Linked DNA regions of Sus scrofa: region 1 is linked to region 2. A link is a contact called in public HiChIP or PLAC-seq data. All regions are on one chromosome and are shown on one strand. Each heading gives the region's core, a stretch centred on a gene start, on an enhancer-like site or on the middle of the called end of the contact. The rest is flanking DNA. Distances are from core to core; before and after follow the strand shown.

The links. HiChIP or PLAC-seq counts read pairs in DNA pulled down with a chosen protein or histone mark.
Region 1: a contact with region 2 is called in an H3K27ac HiChIP or PLAC-seq map of alveolar macrophages. The contact joins the promoter of CAMK1 here to the promoter of RPUSD3 in region 2. A contact is called at or near these places in 1 of 47 Hi-C or Micro-C datasets (heart right ventricle) and 2 of 2 datasets of contacts at active chromatin or transcription factors (alveolar macrophages and skeletal muscle).

Annotation. Positions count from the first base shown.
Region 1 is chr13:66,052,926-66,057,359 of Sscrofa11.1, reverse strand. It overlaps CAMK1 (calcium/calmodulin dependent protein kinase I), which reads left to right and starts at 2,102. Exons shown (of 14, transcript NM_001190195.2): 1 at 2,102-2,236; 2 at 4,228-4,266; 3 at 4,269-4,274; 4 at 4,277-4,340. The coding sequence starts at 4,260.
Region 2 is chr13:66,132,457-66,136,811 of Sscrofa11.1, reverse strand. RPUSD3 (RNA pseudouridylate synthase domain-containing protein 3) reads left to right here and starts at 3,038. Exons shown (of 9, transcript XM_013981960.2): 1 at 3,038-3,193; 2 at 3,489-3,628. The coding sequence starts at 3,069. LOC106505669 (a long non-coding RNA gene) reads right to left here and starts at 3,002. Exons shown (of 3, transcript XR_002337652.1): 1 at 2,843-3,002; 2 at 1,889-2,110.

The DNA.
Region 1 (4,434 bases), core at 853-3,352, 79 kb after region 2:
ACCAATGAGGGCTTAATTTCCAAAATATACAAACAGCTCATACAACTCAACAAGAAAAAAACAACCCAATCAATACACATTCAAAAAAAGTCTGGAAGACTACATACCAAAACATACTAACATTGTTTGTTTGTTTGTTTGTTTTTCCTGACTGAAGGGAGGAGGTCTGACATGGATTTGTTAGTTGTGCCTGCTCAGCACTGCTACTTCCTTTGGACATGACAGCCATTCTCATTCCGTGTGACTGCGAGTGTGACTACCTATGACAGTACACTTACCCAGAATAGTACCTCATCCTCCCGGCAAAAATTTTGGGGGTAATGGGGTAGGCATGTCACTCCAGCAAACCCCATCAGAGTCCTTCCCTGTGACTGATATAAGAAAGTGGGTGTAGCTCCTCTTTCGTTGGGTTCATTTGGAAAGCTGGAGCTGCTTCACACCATGCTTCCTGACAGATAAAGGAGATGACTCTGCAGAGGAACGGAAGCCAAAGTAGACATGGAGACAAGGAGAGATGAGAGAAAGCAAATCCTACAGCTACTTTGTCTCCAATTCCAGTCTCAGATTCTGACCCATGGCGTTCTTCCATCCATCTTGCCTCAGCTATTATGAGCCATTGGTTCCTCTTTGGTGAAGCTGGTTTAGTTTCGGATTCTATTACCTGACATGTGAAAGAATCCAACCAAAGGCAAGGAGATCTGAGGGAGGGGAATTGCTCCTTAGTCCCCTGACCCCAGAAAAAACAGGTTCCTTCTCTGAACCTCAGTTTACCCTAAAGTAAGTCTAGCTGTCATATTTTGAACCCCGGTGGTACTCCAGGCACGTCACATCCATTATCCCACAGAATTCTCAGGAAAATTCTGAGTCAGTCATCAATATTCCATATTCCAAATGAAGAAATTGAGGCTAAGAGAGGTAAAGTGTGACTCAGAAAAGTTAGTCTCTAAAGCCTTTCTAGGAACCTCTTCCTCTCTCATTGTAGAATGGGCACAATAACCTGACCACCTTCGGACACAGTCCTGAGGTTAAGACAGGGAAAAGCCAATTGAAAATGAGATTGAGCTAAGCATTGTCCTCTCCCTATCTGCAGCTGTAAAATGCAGGAATTCAAGATTGAGGAGCGGCCATGAGGTGGAGTGGGGGGTCCCCAGAAACGTGCCTCCTCCGGCTGGCTCCAGTCCAGCCCCACCCCTTCTTTCTGGGAGTTGCTCCCTCAGTCCCTTCTCCCCAAGGAAGGCCTTGCTCAAGAGGACACAGACCAGGTCTTTTGGCCCCTTGCCCGCCGCCCCAGAGCGGTTTTGGGCTTCCTCTCCCAACCTGGCCCTGAGCCAAAGGCCGCTGGCGCCAGCCCAGTCACGTGGTCCTCTTTGGCCCGCTTCCACGAGGATCCAGATTTAACTCTCCCCCCTCCCCCTTCCCTCCCCGCCCCAGTCCCTCTGGGCACCACACCCGATCTGGCCCGCAGGTGTAGGGAATTAGAGCATCAGCTCTGCAGGTGTGGAGAATTAGAGCCTTAGCTCTGCCTCAGAGAGGGACCTCAGTTTTCCCGCAAGTCAAATGGGATCCCCACCCTAAGACTGTCTCAATTCTCTTCATCACCTACCCTTGCCTTGTCCTTTCCGAACGGCCCCAGGCCTCCACTCCTCTCAGTCTCTAGAGCTCTTCCCTGGGCCTAATTCCCAGGGGCGGACAGGGGCAGGGAGAGTAGGACAGCGCCCAACCCTAAGGGAGCTCCCAGAACTGGTCTGAAAGAAACTCCTAGAGATAGGGCGAAAATGGCCAGCTTCCGGCATCAGACAGACTTGTGTTCGAATTCGACTCTGCTTCTGACCAACTGACTTTGAGCGCTTCATCTCTCTGTGCCTCAGTTGTTCCTACTGTGAAACGGGGACCCAGCCTGATGACGAAGGATGAAAAGAACCCAGCGGAGGATCTGACCTGCACGAAGGGCGGCCGCTGTTAACTCCTGACCTCTCGCCCCTTTCCCAGCCCGGGAGCGGAGCCTCACCTCCCAGTCCCCAGTCCCTCCGTCGCAGGCTCCTCCTCCACTGACATCAGAGCCGCAGGCGGGCGGAGGGAGCCAGCCGAGTCCGAACCAAGCCCCAGCGAGAGAGCCGGCGGCGGGGCCAGGCGCGCAGCAGCGGCGGGCGGCGGACGGCGGCCAGCGGCCAGCGGCCAGAGCCCAGCACCAGGCACCTCCGGCCTCCCAGCCAGCCCCGCGGCGGGGCAGCCGCAGGTACAAGCCCAAAGCCGCGCCGCCCGACCCTGGGCGCAGCCGCTGGATACCCTCCCCCAAGGATGGAAAGGGGAGCCCGGGCGTGCCGGACTCTAGATGGGCAGGGCCGGGCCTCACTCCCCAACCTCTGCCCCAGGCCCAGCAGGTGCCGGTGGGAAACTGAGTGGGTAAAAGAGGAAGGTGGGGAAGGGATGTGTGTGCGTGCGTGTCTGCCTTCAGCTGGGCCTGAATGTGGAAGGACTGGGCATTTGGAGGTATGGATGTGTTGGGATATGAGAGTGACTTAGCTTTGGCAAGGGGCTTCAGATATGAAGTTGCAGCATGTTGGTGTATAAGGGTATCCGTGCGGATGTCTGGGAGTCAGTGCTTTTGTTGCAGATATATGTCCAGGTGTTGTGGTGTGCTGGTATCCAGCTCAAAAGGGCAGTAAGTCAGAGTTGGGGACGTATACAGTTGTGTGCTGACCATGTTTGGAGTTAGGAGTATAAGGATTTGCAGTTGAAGAGCTTCTAGGATAAAGGTATGAATGAATCTGGGATGTCTGGTATACAGGTGAGTGTGTGTGTCTGCCTGTCTGGGTGTCATCAAGGTGTGTATGGATGTGTGTTTTGGGGTATGAGAGGGATGTTTGGGTGTGAGGATGTCTGGGGGAGTGTGTGTTTGGATGTGTGTGCTGACGTCCGGGTGTACATGTGTGATCAAGTGTCAGAGTAACTGGGGATGGCGTGTGCTGGAGGCAGGTGTTTGGGTTCAGGGGTGTGGGTGGCTTTTGATGTGAAACTGTGAGGTTCATATCTGCCAGGCTTCCAGGTGGGTTTAAAATTCTGCCTCTACAGCTTACCACCAAGTCTCCTTTCCTAGAAGTTTCTGCCCCTTGGGATTGGTGGCCAGGCCCCCTTGGGAACATGTCCCATCCAAAGAGTGGAATCCCACACTAGGAGCTCTAATCAGGGCACCTTCCCCTCATTTTTTCCCATGGAGGAAAAAGAGAAGGAAAGGGCCCTCCCTGAGGACACACAGTACACTGAGCTCTGTTTTGGCTTCACTCTCTGTGGACCTGGGATGGGATTGAGAGGCTGTGTTCTCTGGATGGGTCCTAGTCTGGCTGCAGTGCCTTCCTAGGTCTTTGCCTCCAGCAGTCTTTGCTGGGGCCCAGCTAGGGGTCATTGAGCAACTCTGGATCCAAACCCTATCCATCACCAACCTTCGTCTCCCCATTCTTCATCTGATAAATGGGGAGAGCTCACCCTCTACTACTGGTTAGAGTCTCCGTGGTGGTGAGGTCTCAGTGGTGAAAAGTATAGGCTGGATCAGGATGAGATGAAGCCAGGAAGGGACAGGTTGGGTGGGACAATTTCTCAGGTTGCTGGGATCCAGATGGGGAGTCAGAAGGGAGAGGGGGTAATAAGAGGCCTGGGGAGCTCCAGCTGTGGCTGCTGTTGCTGTGGTAACAGTGTGGAAGGAGCTATTTAAAAAACGTGGCAGAGATATTGCTGGAAGCCCAGGCTGCCGGAAACCTGATTTCCAAGAGGCCTGGCAGGGAGAAGGGGGAGGGAGAGGAGACACCCCAGCAATTCTGAGGGTGGGGCTGGGACATCACTGGTTCTGGGACAAGGGGATCCTCCAGGGCAGTGCGTTTCTACAAGCTGCTCTGGGGTCTTCTCTGCACTTCTCCCAGAGATCAGTGTGCCCCTAAGCGTTTGGATTTAGAGAGGGAGAAACTGGGAGGTGAGCTGAATTAATGAATGAATGAGTGACTTTGTTGAATAAAGAATTTTGCTGCCACCCTGAGGGATTTTCCTCTAAGCATAGGGCGTGCTGCATAGGTGTTGAAAGAACAAATGGCTGTGAATGAATGTTTGCTGAATGACTTTGTCTAATGAATGATCAAGGAATGATTCAGTGTGGGCTGAGTGACTGAACAGGAGCCCCCAAGCAAGTTCCTACAAAGATGGGGGCCCCACTGAGTCTTCTTCCATTCTCCTTCCTAGGAGCCCTGGCTGTGGTTGGGGGGCAGTGGACCATGCCGGGGCAGTGGAAGCCCCACCTGGAAGCAGGCGGAGGATATTAGAGACATTTACGACTTCCGTGATGTTCTAGGAACGTGAGTCTCAGGGTGGGAGTGAAGGGGCGGCTGTCCCTGAGATGGGAGGTGGGGTTGGGAAGGCCCTTACCCCTGGGCCTGGAGGGGCTGAGGC
Region 2 (4,355 bases), core at 1,789-4,288:
CATTTAACTAAATGGTTGTCAAGGACTGGAGTGGGTGGGGGAATGAGACTTGACTAGAAAGGGGCATAAAGGAGCTTTGTGGTGTGCTGGAAATAGTGGTTACATAACTATATAAATTTGCTGAAACTTACTGAACTATATGTTTTAAAATGGTAGATTTTATTGTATGTAAATTATACCTCAAGAAACAACTTTTTTATAGAGTTCTCTGGTGGCCAGGTGGTTAAGGATTCAGCAGTTGTCACTGCTGTGGTTCAGGTTCAATCCCTGGCCCAGGAACTTCCACATGCCAAAGGTGCAGCCAAAAAAAAAGAGAGAGAATTCCTCTGTGGCTCAGTTGGTTAAAGATCCAGTGTTTTCACTGCTGTGTCTTGAGTCACTGTTGTGGGAACTTCCACAAGCTGTGGGTATGGCCAAAAAGAAAGAAGAAACTTAATTTTATTTTTTTATTTTTAGGGCCACACCTCCAGCCTGCGGCAAATGGAGGTTCCTAGGCTAGGGGTCAAATCAGAGCTATAGCCACCCTGGGCCAGGGATGTAACCCAAACCACTGCAACGATAATGCTGGATCCTTAACACACTGTGCCACAAAGGGAACTCCATTTCTACTTATTTTTGTTATTCAAAAAAAATTTATGGGGGAGTTCCCGTCGTGGCGCAGTGGTTAACGAATCCGACTAAGAACCATGAGGTTGCGGGTTCGGTCCCTGCCCTTGCTCAGTGGGTTAACGATCCGGCGTTGCCGTGAGCTGTGGTGTAGGTTGCAGACGCGGCTCGGATCCCCCGTTGCTGTGGCTCTGGCGTAGGCCGGTGGCTACAGCTCCAATTGGACCCCTAGCCTGGGAACCTCCATATGCCGAGGGAGCGGCCCAAGAAATAGCAACAATAACAACAACAACAACAAGAAGACAAAAGACAAAAATAAAATAAATAAATAAATAAATAAAAAAAAATTTATGAATCATAGAGTCTTTTCCTTTTTGGCTGCTCCGAATATGGAGTTCCTGGGGCAAGGGTCAGGTCCAAACAGCAGTTGTGATTTACACCACAGCTGGGGCAATGCCAGATCCTTTAACCCACTGTGCCAGGTGGGGGTTCGAACCTGCGTCCTGGCACTGCAGAGACACTGCTGATCCTGTTGCACCACAGCAGGAACTCCTCATACTTTTATATCTGGCTTAGATTTTTAAACTGGGGTGTATGTATCTGTGTGAAGAAAATAATATATCAATGAGGTTAAAAAAAAAAAAAGTTCCAAAGGGTAAAAATAATTATACATGTTCTCACTTCTGATTCCTTTCCAGAAGCAACCACCATCTCATTTGTGTACACCCTTTCAGAAATGCAGAAGTATGTAAATATAATAAATATATATAAATAACAGGCACATAATACACATATTCTAGTCACACTGTCCTTCACTTTGTTTTTTTGATTTTGTATAGTCTGGAGATTGATTCACATTTGCACATGTAGATCTATACAGTCTTCGGTTAATGGCTGCATGTGTATGTGCTACAACTGACTTAGCCATTCCTCTCTTGAGGGATTTTGATTTGTAGTCTTTCACTATTGCTAAAGAAGAACTGAAAGTTACAGTGCTCTTAGCAAACAAGTAATAGAAAATAACTTTTCTATTGCTATAACTACCGGATGGAACCCAATTCTTTGCCTCCCCCACCCACGCCCCATTTTTGGCTGCTCTGTGGCAAAAGGAGTTCCCGGGAGGCCAGGGATCAGATTTGAGCCGAACCCTCGGCAATGTAGGATCCTTAACCCCCTGTGCTGGGTGTGGATCCTGTTGTGCCACCTCGGGAATTCCTCTTTGGTTTATTGCATTTAATGTCTTATTTCTCTGGTTGCCCCCTCCCTCTCCTCCTCCCCATACCTTTCCCTCCTGGTGAATCTTCTATTACTTCTTTACAGCTCGTCACTCACAACTCCCGTACTTTCTTCAATTCCAATGGGCTCCTCACTCTTCTCTCTCTCTCTCTCAGCATCTCCACAGGGTTTCCGCAAGGTGGGTTGTGATGCTGTTATTTTAAAGGTGAACTTCTTGTGGGTGGGGCTGAGTCTTAAAAATCTCTTTCTGGTTCACAGATGTCAAGGCCTAGCACAAAGTTAACATTAAAAAAATGCTGAAATTCGGGAGTTGCCATGAGGATGCAGGTTCAATCCCTGGCCTCCCTCAGTAGGTTAAGGAGACATTGCCCTGAGCTGTGGTGTAGGCCAGCAGCTACAGTGCCTATTGGACCCCTAGTCTGGGATCCTCCATATGCCGCAGATGCAGCCCTAAAAAGACCAAAAAAAAAAAAAAAAATGTTGAAATTGGTGATGATAAGATTTATTTCCCTGGCAGTTCTAATCATAAGACAATTTATGTTTCCACTTTGATTATTTGTTCTGTTTTCGCTTTAATAAATAATGCTGTGGTGACCCTCTTTGAGCCTCTGGCCTTTTTTTCCTTTTGGATTATTCACTTAGCTGTGTTCTTCAAAACAAAGTTACTGGACCAATGAATGTGGGTTTTTTTTTCCAATTTGCCTTGCAAGATCGTGCACAATGGTATTTTTGTTTGTTTGGGTTTTTTGTTTGGTTTTGTTTTTTAAATCAGAAAACTCCTAAGGGAGTTCCCACCAGTGGCTCAGCAGAAATGAATCTGACTAGTATCCTGAGGAAGCAGGTTTGATCCCTGGCTGTGCTCAGTGGGTTAAGGATCCCACATTGCCGTGAGCTGTGGTGTAGGTTGCAGACACGGCTTGGATCTGGTGTTGCTGTGGCTGTGGTGTGGGAAAAAGAAGACGACTCTTAAGAATTACAAGGGTAATCAGAAAACCTTTACCTTTAGTCCTGCCTTTGTCCTAAGGCAGGACCCCTGACCTCGAGTAAAATCCTCCTCTGCTCTGTGCCACCGTTTCCCCCAAAGCACAAAAAGGAATTTCGGCATTTCCTCTGCTAGCAAAGGCAAAGCTCCCTCTTGTCGCCGCTCTGACCCTCGCTACTCCGATTGACAATCAGTCTGACCAATCAGAGCGCTGTGAGCGAGCCGGGGCAGCCCTTCCGGACACATGCGCACTATCCTCACACCGGAGATGGGTGGCTACCGTGTCTGGGGCCAGGTCTGGGGCGGCTGTCGGCAGGGTCTGGGGATCTGCGCAGTGCCCAAGGCCGCAGGCTTTGGCACCGAGGCCAGGTGATTACGCACCTCCTGTTTCATGCGGGAGGGAGGTTGGGGCAAGATGAGGGTGTGTGCGGGATCAGCAGTTAGCCCTGCTGTGTGACCCTAAGTTAGTCAATTGACCTCTCTGAGCCTCAGTTCTCCCCGGGGTAAAATGCAGCTAGTTGAACCTGAATTTTCAGGATGCCCAACTCAGGCTTTCGGAAGCATTTGTGGGAAGCCGCAGGATTTGGAGAGAGATGTTGGAAATAAGAATGGGTGGCACCTCGGGAAGTTATGATTCTCCTGTTGCTTACCTTACTTTTCCTAGGCATCAGCTGCAATCCCGAGGTTCTAGCAAACGGTTGGGCTCCTTGGGTGACAAACCTTTCCGGAGGCTGCTGCAGCCAGAGAATCTCAGTCGGGAAGAGCTGGTTGATGTACTGAGGGAGGCTGTGGTGGACCAGAAAGGTGAGGAGTGGGAGGGACGGCTGCAGACAGATTAAGAAGGGGAGCAATTCTCACCTTAGCCTTCCGGGTACCTGGCTGGGCTCCCTACTAAAGGCTTCTGGGTCAAATCCTGGTTCTGATTCCCACTAGCCACTGGAGTTAGGACCAGCCACACAATCTCTTCAGTGCCTCACTATCATGGGTACAGGGGTATGGGGTGGGGGTGGGGGGTGTAAGTAGAGAACCTTGCATACAGTAGGCACTCCACAATGGGAATTGCTGTAATGAAGTTTTTATTGATGGACAAAACACAAGCTTTGAAATCATATCTCGGCTCTGTAATCAGCTTGTTGTGTGGCTTTAGGAAAATAATTTCCCTGAGTCTCAGTCTCCTGTAATTTATTATTAATTTTCTCAACTATTTATTGAACATAGGCTATGTTCTGGGCACTGTTCTAGACATGGCTATATAGTACTGAACAAGATAAATATGGTTCATGCCCTTAGGGAGCCAACATTTCAGTGGGAGAAGTTGATGAACCAGGAAATAAATTAACAGGTACTTACTAGTCAACAGTGCTATGAATAAAATGGTGTTATAAGAGTACCAGGAAGTTCCCGTCGTGGCTCAGTGGTTAAGGACTCTGACTAGGAACCGTGAGGTTGCGAGTTCCATCCCTGGCCTTGCTCAGTGGGTTAAGGATCCGGTGTTGCCGTGAGCTGTGGTGTAGGTCCCAGACGTGGCTCG